Linked DNA regions of Mus musculus: region 2 is linked to region 1. A link is a contact called in public promoter capture Hi-C data. All regions are on one chromosome and are shown on one strand. The core of a region is the stretch at or near the end of the contact, and the rest is flanking DNA. Distances in the headings are between cores, read along the strand shown.

The links. Promoter capture Hi-C pulls out the DNA fragments that hold promoters and counts their contacts.
Region 2: a contact with region 1 is called in a promoter capture Hi-C map of 3T3-L1-derived adipocytes, with 4 times the contacts expected there. The contact joins the promoter of 4930533K18Rik here to the enhancer-like site in region 1. A contact is called at or near these places in 6 of 39 promoter capture datasets (the 3T3-L1 cell line, 3T3-L1-derived adipocytes, cranial neural crest and 2 more), 1 of 15 datasets of contacts at CTCF or cohesin (the NIH/3T3 cell line), 10 of 484 Hi-C or Micro-C datasets (the HL-1 cell line, adipose-derived mesenchymal stem cells and embryonic stem cells), 5 of 115 datasets of contacts at active chromatin or transcription factors (embryonic stem cells and heart atrium) and 1 of 9 other capture datasets (embryonic stem cells).

The regions. Positions count from the first base shown.
Region 1 is chr10:70,797,120-70,803,444 of GRCm38.p6, reverse strand. No RefSeq gene overlaps it. Among named protein-coding and RNA genes, the nearest start is that of Gm40689, 31 kb to the left of the region's middle. Within about 2 kb of position 4,419, at least 89 of the 459 cell types and tissues checked have an H3K27ac peak or open chromatin away from gene starts, as enhancers often do. A contact at or near this core is called in 3T3-L1-derived adipocytes, the HL-1 cell line, the NIH/3T3 cell line and 1 more, where this site is marked.
Region 2 is chr10:70,863,783-70,870,060 of GRCm38.p6, reverse strand. It overlaps 4930533K18Rik (RIKEN cDNA 4930533K18 gene), which reads right to left and starts at 1,420. Exons shown (of 6, transcript NR_166097.1): 1 at 1,249-1,420.

The DNA.
Region 1 (6,325 bases), core at 3,170-5,669:
TAAACGTTTGTTGAACATATTGAGGGGTGGCAAAGGGCTTGACTCTCCCTTTTGGATCAGTCTGGATCATTTCTTCCCTGACTAGCAGAAAGAGATGGAGAAGAACGATAGAACAAGGTAACTGAATCTGTCCTTGGGAGTGCCCGTACTGCTTGTTTGTAATACAGTAAGATAAAGGGAGGTCTATTTCTGCCATCCTGAGCACCCAGCTAGAAGCAGATTCCAGGGACTCACCCAGCAGACTCACTAGCTAGTGCATGCAAAATCTGATTTTTCCCCTCCCAACAACTTAATTCCCAGCAATAACAACTCTGAGACTGATTAATAAATTAGCAAATGCTTAAGCCATAAGCTTCAGCATATTCTCTCACTTGCTCTTAACTTATTATCCCTTCTATTCTAACCTGGGTCCAGCTATGTGGCTGGCTTCCTCTCCTCATCTTCTTACACTGGTTCCTCAGTGTTCCAGGGTGAAATTCCTATATTACCTACTATTTCCCAGAATCCTCTCTGTCTCTGACAGATGTCCAACCCCCTATTTCCTGCCTCAGCTCATTGGCCATCGGCTTCTTTATTGACAGGTGATGCTTATGAGAGAATCTCTCTATAGCTGATCTGGAAGAAGATGTAAAGTTGCTTCTATTTCACCAAGGAAGACACAATGGGCAACAGCAGCTCTCCACTCTGAGTCACAGAACCCCACATGGGGATTCTTCATCTCAGTTAAATACTGATGCCATTGAGGACATCCCCAACAAGGGATGCTCAGCTCGGGAGCCTCAGCTGCTTTTCCTGTTGCTGTGACAAGAACAACTTAAGGGGGAAGAAGTCTGATTCATGGCTCTAGAGTGTGATCCATTATCATGAGTCTAGGTAAGCAGCCTTTGAGGCAGGGGTGCATTCATATTGCATTCCTAGTGGTGAAACATGTTTGTGAGGATGAATGTTTACATTCAACCGATTTTCTCTTTTTATCCAGGTTAGAGCCCTAATCTATGGAACGGTGCTACCCAGTGAATGCCGGGTGAGTTTTCCCTACTTCAACAAGCCTAATCTAGGTGGACCAGATGATCCAGCAGGGGCCTGACCAGAGGCATGTCTCCTAGGTGATTCTAGATCCTGTAGGTTGACAGTATAACCCATAACACCAACCTTAGACCCAAGAGAAGAGGCTGAAGGTGGACAGGGTGAGTCCAGATGATGCAGCAGTGTCTCAGGGATGGTAAGGGCAGCTTGCCGAATCACTGGCATCTTGTTAAGACAAGGTGTAGGCTTAGAAAACCCACGGTAGATGGCTTGAAAATGAGTGAACCAGCTCTCTAGAGATCTGTGTAGAATCAACACAGCAACAAGAAAACCAAAACACATACTATGAGAAGGAAAAAAAAAGATTCAGAAGTGAAGAATAATAGCTATCATATAGGTGTCAGCTCTAATTAAGCATCCTCTATATACTGCCTACTTACAGGTAGAAGCTTAAAAATCAACCAGGAGGGTGAGCTGGACTGTTGCAGGCTGCAGAGTTGAGAGAGACAGCCACTTGGAGACCAGGAAGGAAATGAAGGGCTAAAGGCAAGTCTATCATATTTTGTTTCACCTTTCCAGGCTGAGATGACATTACTCTTCTGGCTGCATGGATGGACCACCTATATTCTTTCATGCCTTCCTATTTTAAAGTGTGTTCTCAAACAGAAATAATGGCATTTAATTAAAAAAAAAAAACAGGTCAGGCAGTGGTGGTGCACACCTTTAATCTCAGCACTTGGAAGGCAGAGGCAGGTGGATTTCTGAGTTGGAGCCCAGCCTGGTCTACACAGAGAAACCCTGTCTCAAACAAAACAAAACAAAACAAAACAAAACAAAACAAAACAAAACAAAACAAAACAAAACAAACAAAGAAACCCAAAGACCTATACTTTGGTTTCTCTAAATGAGAATTATGAGGCCCTAAGACATAGGTGACACAGTGGGGGCTGGGCAGGGGCTGGCCCCGTTAAACTCAGCTGGGTCGCAGATCTCTTTTCCATCTCTGGGCTTCTTCAGCTTAATCTCCCCCTGCCTGAGATTCAAAGCCCTTCTACCCTGGAGCTCCGGTTCAGAGGATGTAGGCAGCAGCTCTCTACCTTGGCTCTACCAGGGTGTCAGTGCAGGCAACAACAAATCGTCAGCACATTTCTGACTTAGGCTCCTGTGCATGCAGTGTGACCGCTACAGGACTGTGCACTTGGGGCCAGAGAGGAAACACTCAGGTGGGCGTGCCAGCACAGGAAGGCGATTTGTCGGCTCGTCTCTACGCTGAAAAGCCCAGTCTGAAGGAAGCCACTGGGACACAACTCAGGACGAGTGTGCTTCGGTGCTGAGCCAGCAGCTGGGTTAGTGACTGGATTGAGAATGGCACTGGAGTGATGGAGATACTAAAGAGGTCTTCCCTTTTGACTCCACCTCTCCCAGGACTCTGCAGGCTCCAGATGGCTGGGTGCCAAAGCGATCACTCTCCCTGGGTCCTAGCTAAGATGTTTGGGAACCAGCTGCAAGCCACATAGATCATTTTCTTTGAATAGAGAGCAATTGCACAGCGCCTGGAGTTGCTATCTTCTCCTCCCATGTCAGCCAGGCTGGCTTGTCTGTCACAGAGCTGTTTGAGCTCAGAGTTCTCTCTTCACCAGCAGCCCTGATATAAGGAGGGAGGAGCAGAGAAGCCATGTTTGTGGAGCAGAAGTGTAGCCCCCAATTAGGCCAGGCAATCAGAAGCCTTAATGGAGAAGCACCTGTCAAAACACAGTAGGGTGTCTGCTAACCTCTGACGCTGCTGCTGCTGCTGCTGCGCTGCTTGCGCACTGTGAGCAGAAACCATAAGGTGATAGAGAGACAGGTATGGATGAGTCTGTTTCTTATGCTTCCTTGCCTCTGAAGAGTTTGACAACACTGTCAAGCCTTCTCTGGAAAGGGAGCTCTGGAGGATATAGCTGCATTCCTTCTTGAGGAAATATCCAGAGCTACTTAGTCAAAAAATGATGACGATGATGATGATGATGACAACGACGAGGACTACAATGACAACGATGGTGATGATAATGATAATAATCATGTCAAAAATTGGGCTGTGTATTTAATGCAGGAATTCAAAGCACAGAGGTTTCACAGAGGAGAAGGGGGTAAAACACACACACACATACACACGCACACACACACACACACACACACACAAACCCATTACTCAGGGAGGAGCCGAAGGCAGCAAATGACAGCTTCCCCAACCCAGTCTTCCAATGGACAAGAGGGAGGAGGAGAAATCTGTTCCTCTGAGCCTTCTCCCAGCTGCAGAAACTGCAATCTCATCTCTTTTGTGCTGGACTGCAGTCAGAAGAAGAAAAACCCTTAGTGCTTGCCTGCAGGGATCTAGAGAGCCAAGGACTGTCTTGTGGGAACATTTCACACAGCTTCATTTTGTTGCCTTTAGCAGAATGGTAGTGTCTGGCAAGAATTCCCACCAAAGCCCTTAAGGGTGGCGTGGCCGGGAGCCATGCTTCGCTGATGAGTGATATCTGTCTTAGCTGTGGAAGGGAAAGACAAGCCTCTGTACACCCAGAGTTTCATTTCTCTTTGTCTTTCCTATTTAGTTACATGGTTGCCCTTTCCACCCGCAGGAACACCCCCATTGGAATCTGAGCCTGTTAACCTGTGCTTCTTGGAAGGTTTTAGATTAAAGGTGTGGCAAAGCAGCAATTATACATTTTCTAGATCCTGTGGAACTGGATGAGTTTACCGTTCAAGTGGCAAGGAAATCCCCCACACTCTGTCCCCGACCTGCCTCAGTTACCAGAATGCCTCCAAAACTCCAGCCAGAAAGAACAGACTCCTTTATTTTTAGGTTCAGCCTCCCCAAGTTAAGCAATCAAAAACTTGCAATCCTATGGCCCAAATAAAGATCTCAGTGACTAAGTCTTGCCTTGAGAGCCTGACGCAAACATCTCTGAGTAGGCACCCAGCTTCCCAGTGGGTCCCCCAGCAGTGGCGCCAGATGCGCAGGGATGAGTAAGGGAGAGTGTCTGGAAGCAGAGCCCAGCTACCAAAGTCTTAGTGCCCGTGGGAGGAAAGGCGAGCCCAGAAACGATGACTCAGGCTTGGAATCCAGATAAAGAACTGAGTGCAAGAACGGGAGAGGCGGTGTAGAAGAGGAGAAGGCACAGAGGCGAGGAAGGACTGAAACCTTGGGAGATTGAAATACCCTTTGTCTTTAGAGGCCACAGTGGATTGGATAACATCACCCCAGACACGCCCACGGTCTCATCTCTGGTCCCCATACCTGACAAAAGTGACTTTGAAACGTGATAAATAGACGTCAGATGGTGAAAATGTACTGTATTAGCTGACTGAGCTCAGAGTCATCACAAGAGAAGCGGAACGGTCACAGTGAAGGTAGTGTGATTTTGAATGCAGAGATCCCAGAGCTACAAAGTAACACTTGTAGACAGCACCTAGAAGCTGGGGAAATATGAACAACTTATCCCCTAAAGCCGTCCCCCACCCGGGGACCCGTTTGAGACGTCTGACCTCCAGAATGGTACGAGAATAAACTCCTGAAGCTGTATGTCATGAAGTCTGTGGAAGCTGAGGAACACTTGTCCCTTGGCTTACCTCAGAAGTACAGGCTGTCCACATAGTTTGGTTCCCATGAATACCTGGTCTTAGAAATGGGTAGTCACATGGTACTTAGAATGTGCCTTAGTTACCCATTTCCATGACCTCAGCAGGCTTTTCCTCAGAGCAAATTTTATTCAGATTAAAGGAATCCCAGGTACAAGGAAGTCACTGCAAATCTCTATACACGAGACTACAAGCTCAGCACCCAAGAACTCCTGCTGTCCTGGGCTCAAAGTATCTTTAAGATGGAGACTTCCTGAATGTTATTCGACGCGTTCTCACGACCGGCCAGGAAGAACACAACAACCAGAATCTTCTACGGCAAAGCTTTATTGCTTACATCTTATGGGGCCAGAGTGTAAGAAGCAAGAGAGAGCGAAGCAAGAGAGAGAGAAAACGAAACCCCCTTCCCTCTTTAAAGAGAACAACAATTGCCTAGGACGCATCACTCCCTGATTGGCTGCAGCCCATGGCCGAGCTGACGTTCACGGGAAAAACAGAGTACAAGTAGTCGTAAATACCCTTGGCTCATGCGCAGATTATTTGTTTACCAACTTAGAACACAGGATGTCAGCGCCATCTTGTGACGGCGAATGTGGGGGCGGCTTCCCACAGTTCCCCCTTTTCTATTAATAAGAGCAAATAGGCCACCCATATTAATGAGAGTGGAGATAGAGGTCAAATCCCCAGTGTGTAGGTAAAGGAGCCATGTACAGGATTAGCTCTTAGGCTCACAGGCTTTTACCCAGAGCAACCCTGACCTGCTCCCGTGTCGTTTTGCCTGGGGGAAGGGAACTAGGACACTGAACCTTCTTGAAAGATGACATGTCTCCCTAGAATAGGCTCATATGTGCCGCAGAGCCCTTCTACTGCAGTGCTTAGCCTTGCAACTCTCTCGGGCTGCTGAAGCACACTCACTCTATCTCGTGCAATGAGTCTAGCCTCGTGAGATATAAGAGCTGAGTGGCCAGCGACCTATTGCCTAAGCATAGATAACCATATATCAGGGGAAGCTCCATGTTCTAGTCCTGCAAGCGCCTGGGCAATAACCACCTTGTCTCTCCTAGTTTGGGCCTTAAGCTTACAGACCAATCAAAGAAGCAACACTAATCCACAGCAAAGTGTATCTCCAAATAATATTAATCCCACCCAATTTTTTAAAGAAAGAAAATGCTGAGGAGATCCAATTGGGTAATCCTTTGGTCAGAGACAGGTCCAAGCGCGTGGAGTTGACCTGAAGTCTCAATTCTCGAAGGATCTGTTCAAATTCAGCCATCCAATTCTGTAACATATACTGAAAAAGACTTTTTGACAAATTAGCTGTCCTAGTAAATTTAACATACTGAATGGAAATAACACACAATCCCGGAAACTTTTGTTCACATCCCTGCTGAGTTATTTGTCATAATACATCCAGTTGTTTCTGGACAAGATCTATGAGTTGATTAACCAGCATGAGACCTCTCTGTATCTTGACATTAGCTGAGGCCTGTTCATCTATGACTGTAGTCACTGAGGCTGACAAAGTGTTAATGGTGTCAGTCATCTGGACCTGTCCAGACAGAACCAAGGCTGTCTGAATTAAGGCCAAACCCAGTTCCCAGTTAGTGGTAAAAAAGCAAGAGAATACTTGAGCATTATACATCACCGTCATTGGGAGTGGAAATGTCGACATTATCCC
Region 2 (6,278 bases), core at 171-2,670, 70 kb before region 1:
ATTTTCATAAGAAGCATTAGCTAAGGCTAGACCAGCTTAGGGAGGATAAGGACCTGCAAAGATGTCACCTCTAAAGAAACAGCTTTTAAAGATGGTTACGATTACAATATTCCAGAAGCATCAGAAGAAGCTTTTTTGAATATCAACCAAACATCCATGGTCAGATAGTGAGATATAAAGTCATCCATCAGTCATGTGGGCTCCCTTCCTGACCAAAATGTTTCCGGGGCCAGACCCTCAAAACCTAACTCTGACAATGAGCTGGATTTGTTTGGAGCCTTGAGGACTGTTTCACGAAGCCCTGGGCAGGAAAGACTCGGTAGCCAGAAGAGGGAGCTTGGTTCTCAAGCCATGCCAAGCCAAGCCAAGTCAAGCCAAATAGTTGAACTCAGAGGCCAAAAGTAATTTTGATTATAGCAGTATCTGTTTCTCCATATGTCCTCCAGATGTTCCTTGCAGAGTTGTTTCTAGAAAGACATGACATAAGGAAGATGTGATGGTTTGTATATGCTTGGCACTTGTTAGAGTAGGTGTGCCACTGTGGGTGTGGGCTTTAAGACCCTCATCCTAGTTGTCTGGAAGCCATTATTCTGCTAGCGGCCTTCAGATGAAGCTGTAGAATTCTCAGCTCCTCCTGTATCATGCCTGCCTGGATGCTGCCATGTTCCTACCTTGATGATAATGGACTGAACCTCTGAACCTGTAAGCTAGACCCAATTAAATGTCCTTATAAGAGCTGCCTTGGTCATGGTGTCTCTTCACAGCAGTAAAACCTTAACTAAGACAGAAGTCACTAAAAAAATTATACGAGATTTACAATAAAATCTTAGTATGATAAGAAGAGTAGAGACAAGGCTATGCAGCAGAAAGTACCATCAATATGGAGATGGAGGGGAACTTTTAACTTAAGAATTCCTAAGGATCATGTGAAGGACAGGCTCACATCTGGACCATAGTGAGAAGCCAGGGAGTCAAAATTGACACTTGAATCACATAAACAGCTCCTTGTAGGGGAAAAAAAAATCTGCCTCAGTAGCTTGATCCAAAGTAGAGAATGTTGATAGGACTCCGAGTAGAACCCAGAACAGGTTGCAGGACAAGCCATACACTTCATAAAGAAGTACAGTTGGGCAGCAAGAGCGGTGTTTGGTGGTTAGTGGCTCTTTAGGACCAAGGAGGGAAGACCTAGAGAAGCACGCATTGCTGCACTTTAGAGATGCACTGTGACTTTAGAATTTGGGTGATCACCTTAAGCCAGTCATTGAAGCTACAGACTGTGTTCATCAAGTGACCTGGTTCCAAGGATGATGCTCCATAGGGTTCATTCCTGGCCACTGCCCCTGGTCTAGTAAATGGAAGCTGGAGGACATCAAGACTTCAATTTAGCATCTTATATATAATCCAGGGTGTATCTGAATGCATTCTCTAAGTTCTGAGACTTCATCTGGTGAACCATGAAGAGTCCTTGTGACTTCACAATGGAGTTCTCTTTCTGAGCATCACCTGACATCATGCAGGAACACTGAACCGCTTGATGATTGGCTCTGGTGATACGTTTGTTACCTAAAAAAAGGAAGCCTAGAAATAGATACAAACATCACCCCTTGTAAAACCTCCTGTGGATATGACCCACATATGTGTGTATGTGGATATTACTCCTCACTAACCTGTCTGCAGGTTCTAGAGATAAGGCTTCTTCTCTCAGAAAAGATGCCTTTGCCCAAAACCAGCACCCAACATGGACATGGACCCAACAGCCATGGCAAGAACATAGAACAATGTCCCTGATAAGCTCAGGTGGGAAAGAAAATTCTTTTCAGAATACTTGAAAAGCACATTAGATAACACGTTAAGGTGATACTTCATGACCAAGTGGGTATCATTTCAGGGGTCAAGGAAAGTTCAACATAACACAAATCAAGATTTTAGCACAGTCATTAACAGACCTGAGGATGGAAATCATAGGACCCTATCATTGTGGAAGAGGTCACTGACCAAGTTTACCAAGGTCTTATGGTAAAAGCCTCCAAAAAAACCCAGAAGCAGAGGAAACACACCTCAAGGCAGCAAAGGCTATATAAGACTAATCTAGGGCTGGAGAGATAGCTCAGCGGTTAAGAGCACTGACTGCTCTTCCAAAGGTTCTGAGTTCAAATCCCAGCAACCACATGGTGGCTCACAATCACCCGTAATGAGATCTGATGCCCTCTTCTGGGGTGTCTGAAGACAGCTACAGTGTACTTACATATAATAAATAAATCTTTGGGGAAAAAAAAAAGACTAATCTATAGCCAACATTATACTGACTGTGGAAATGTTTAGAGGAAACCCAGGAATGAGACAAGGGTGCCTACTCTCTCCATTCATACTCAGGATCCTACTGGAAGTTGTATGAAATAGTAAGGCAGAAGAAGCCAATAAATACATTTAAATACAGAAAGCCAAAGCAGTCTTATGCACATGCCATGTTCCAATACTCAAACACCCCTGAAGAATCCACCAGAAAATGCTGAACAGGTCTGACAAACTCTTTCAGTGAAGTTGCAGGATACCGAGCAAACACACGAGGGCTGGGAACGTGAGTTGGATGGTGGCGTGGCTGCATGGCGTACAGGAAGTCCCGAGTGTGATCCCCAACTTGCATAACCAGGTATGTTAGTTCACGCATCTGTAATCACAGCAGTGAAGTAGCAGAGGCAGGGGAAGAGACGTTCAAGGTCTTCCTTGTCACAGAGCAAGCTGTGGCCCCATCTCAAAGACCAAAACCAAATAAACAAACAAAACAAAACAAAAAAACCAAAGGAAAAATAAAATCGGTATGCAAGAATTAATAGTGAAATAAGCCAGACTCATAAAGACAACTACCATAAGCACCACGTGTGGACTCTGATTTAAAGATAATTATATAGGAAAGAGAGCAAAGCAGAATTAATGGGTGTAAAAAAATGCCATCTTGAAACCCAGTATTCTGCATGCTAACTTAAGTTTTATTTACAAATCTGAAAAAAAACAAAAACAAATTAAAGATGCACAGACCATGATAGGGAAGCTAAAGTTTAAAGGGAAGGAAAGGAGAACTCTTAGGCTGTTCAGAGGGTGATGGAGGAAGAGGAAGTGATATTAAATTCACTTTCATAATCTAAATTGAAACACATGACATTAAAGCAGAAGGGATACTTCGGTCCTTCTTAGAAGGGGGAACAAAATACCCATGGAAGGAGTTACAGCGACAAAATGTGGAGCAGAGACTGAAGCTATGACCATCCAGAGACTGCCCCACCTGGGGATCCATCCCATATACAGTCACCAAACCCAGACACTATTATGGATGCCAACAAGTACTTGCTGACTGAAGCCTGTTATAGCTCTCTCCTGAGAGGATCTACCAGTACCTGACAAATACAGAGGTGGATGCTCACAGCCCAACCATTGGACAGAGCACAAGATCCCCAATGGAGGAACTAGGAAAGGACCCAAGGAGCTGAAAGGGTTTGCAGCCCCATAGGAGAAACATCAATATGAACCAACCAGTACTCCCAGAGCTCCCAGGGACTAAACCACCAACCAAAGATTACACACAGTGGGACCCATGACTCCAGTTGCATATGTAACAGAGGATGGCCTTGTTGGGCATCAATGGGAGGAGAGTCCCTTGGTCCTGTGAAGGGTCTATCTCTCCTACTCCCCTGTAGGGGAATGCCAGGGCCAGGAAGCAGGAGTGGGTGGGTGGGTGAGCAGGGAGAGGGGGGAGGGGATAAGAGGTTTTCAGTGGGGAAACCAGGAAAGGGGCTAACATTTAAAATATAAATTTAAAAAATCTAATAAAAAGTAAAAGTAAAAAAATTTAATTTAAAAAAAAATTAAAAAACAGTAGGGAGACTGTGGTCCAGTGGGTTGGCCTGATGCTGCTTGTATTCTAATTCAAATACTGGTTCCTCAAGATGTGCTTGCCCCATTTCTTCACACACACACACACACACACACACACACCCAGGAGCAGACCATCACATACTCAGGTGATGTCATGTGAACTTTCTCCCCAATTTAACTGGTCAATAAAAGTCTAGAGCCTGTGATTGAGCAGTGGAGAGGAAAGGTGGGACTGGAGGCTTGAGACGGGGTGGTAGGGAGTTGGGGGGGGGGGGGGGGGAGAGGGGGAGGGGGAGGGAGAGAGAAAGAGGGAAAGAAGATGAAGGAAGAGGAAGCCACCATGGACCAGAACCAAGTGACCAGGAGAAACAGCAAGTAACAAAGGGCCTTATAGCTGGGGAATAAGTTAGTATTGTTAGCATTCTGTCTAAGCTCGTCCCACAGTTACCTAGCAACAGCCAGGTAGGCCTGGCCCACCTGGCTGCTTGCCCCCTCTTCTCTTTCATGTCTCTCATACTCTTGCTTCTTTACTGCTCTCTTGGGCTCTTCTCTCCCACCCTCCCTTCCCCCTCTATCCACCTTCTCAAGGCCGGCCTCTACTTCTGTACTCCCTCCTGCTCTCTGCCTTTCTCTGCCTCTACTACTCTCCTAACTCCCCTCCCCATGCCCTAAATAAACTGTATTCTATGCTATAGCATCATGTGGCTGGTCCCTCAGGGGGAAGGGATGCCTTGGCATGGGCCCCTGAGACACCCCCTTTCCCCATACCTCACCACACCCCCATAGAACATACCTTATACCTCTTTATCTTTTTATAAACACATAAAGCATAGCCCTAGATCTTCCCAATGAGGCACGTGGTTTATCATTAAAGTATCTGGATTGCCTGTCTTTCATATGGGCTTATTAGGATTATAAAATCCAATAACACTGTGGCGAGAAAGGGGATGGGCAGAGATGGGAGGGAGATGCAGTGTGAATGATATGCATGTATGGAAATATCACAGTGAAGCCCAGTATTTTGTATGCTACCCAAAAAGCATATACATTCTCTATAGGGCATAATCCCTCTGCTGTTTACAGAGAACAGTGGAACCCTAAGGCACTGGGTTAGCAAATGAAACATTAGAGACAAAGAGCAATGGGGTCAGTAGAGACCAGTGGTTCTTAACCTTCCTAACCCTGTGACCCTTTAAAGCAGTTCCTTGTGTTGTGATGACCCCCGCCTCAACCATAAAATTATCTCATTGCTACTGCATAACTGTAATCTTGCTACTGTTATGAATCATAATGTAAATACCTGATATGCAACTCCCAAAGGGATTATGACACATAAGTTGAGGTTAAACATAGCTTAACACGTGTCACAGTCAGCCAATAGCTGGGGAGGACAGGCGAGCTCAGGTAACTCAACGGCCTCACTTTACAGTGTTTGCAGGCTCTTCTTTGACTTAACACACATGCGCACACTCATGAGTATCTCACAAGAGCACCACAATAATGTTTCAGAGAAGCTCTTCTAGGTTAAAAAATAAAAAAGTAGGCCAATCTATAGAGATAAATCTTGTAGCTTGTAACAGGGACCTTGTTATCATCTGACATGTAAGTGACATGCGCACATGCCAGCATTACACACATGTGACAGGATGTATACTTTGCTAATATCAAAGAGCAGCTTCCAGCTTTGAGAATTTAGATGTTTCTTTTCATTTTTACAAAAACCAGTTATTACATCCAGTTGAATAGGGCCCCGAGTCATCCCAGTTAAAGACTCTCAGCTAAGATAAATATTTGAATAGAAGCAATGCCCTTTTGGCCGATTTCAATTCCAGGATATTCAGAGAATTATGAGAACCAAGAGAATAAGGATTTGGAATGCTGTCTGGAATAACTTTCTTACAAGCCAGAAGAGTTCTGTGAACCAATCAATACTCCACAGACACCTCTTCCCCTTTAGAAAAGGCTTTCTGTCCCGCCCTTTAAACACGACTTTGGAAAAGCCTCCGAGTCTTTCACTTCCCAGTGCTTGGCCTAACCTTTTCCATCACTACTTTCTGGGACTGTGTTTTTCCTGACTAATTATCTACAGTTCCAACCTAGTGAAAGACAATCTTCTCAGATGAATGTAGATCTCTGGAGGGGCCACTTAGTCAGGGCTTGTCTATGTTCCTCATCTGGGCAGGAAAAGATCGTCTGAGGTTATGTAATCTGGACCCTTTTTCCCCTTAGAGATAAAAATCTACCAGCAACAACTGCTTGCCTCTTGATTCTGTCTCTTCTAGATTTTGATCTCATCTACCCTGTGTCTGGTATGGGGTCTCTCCATGACGAATACTCTAAAACTGATAGAACTGTATGTCTGAAAGAGGCAGTTATACAGTGCTTCCCGCACACAACCTTCCCTTTTT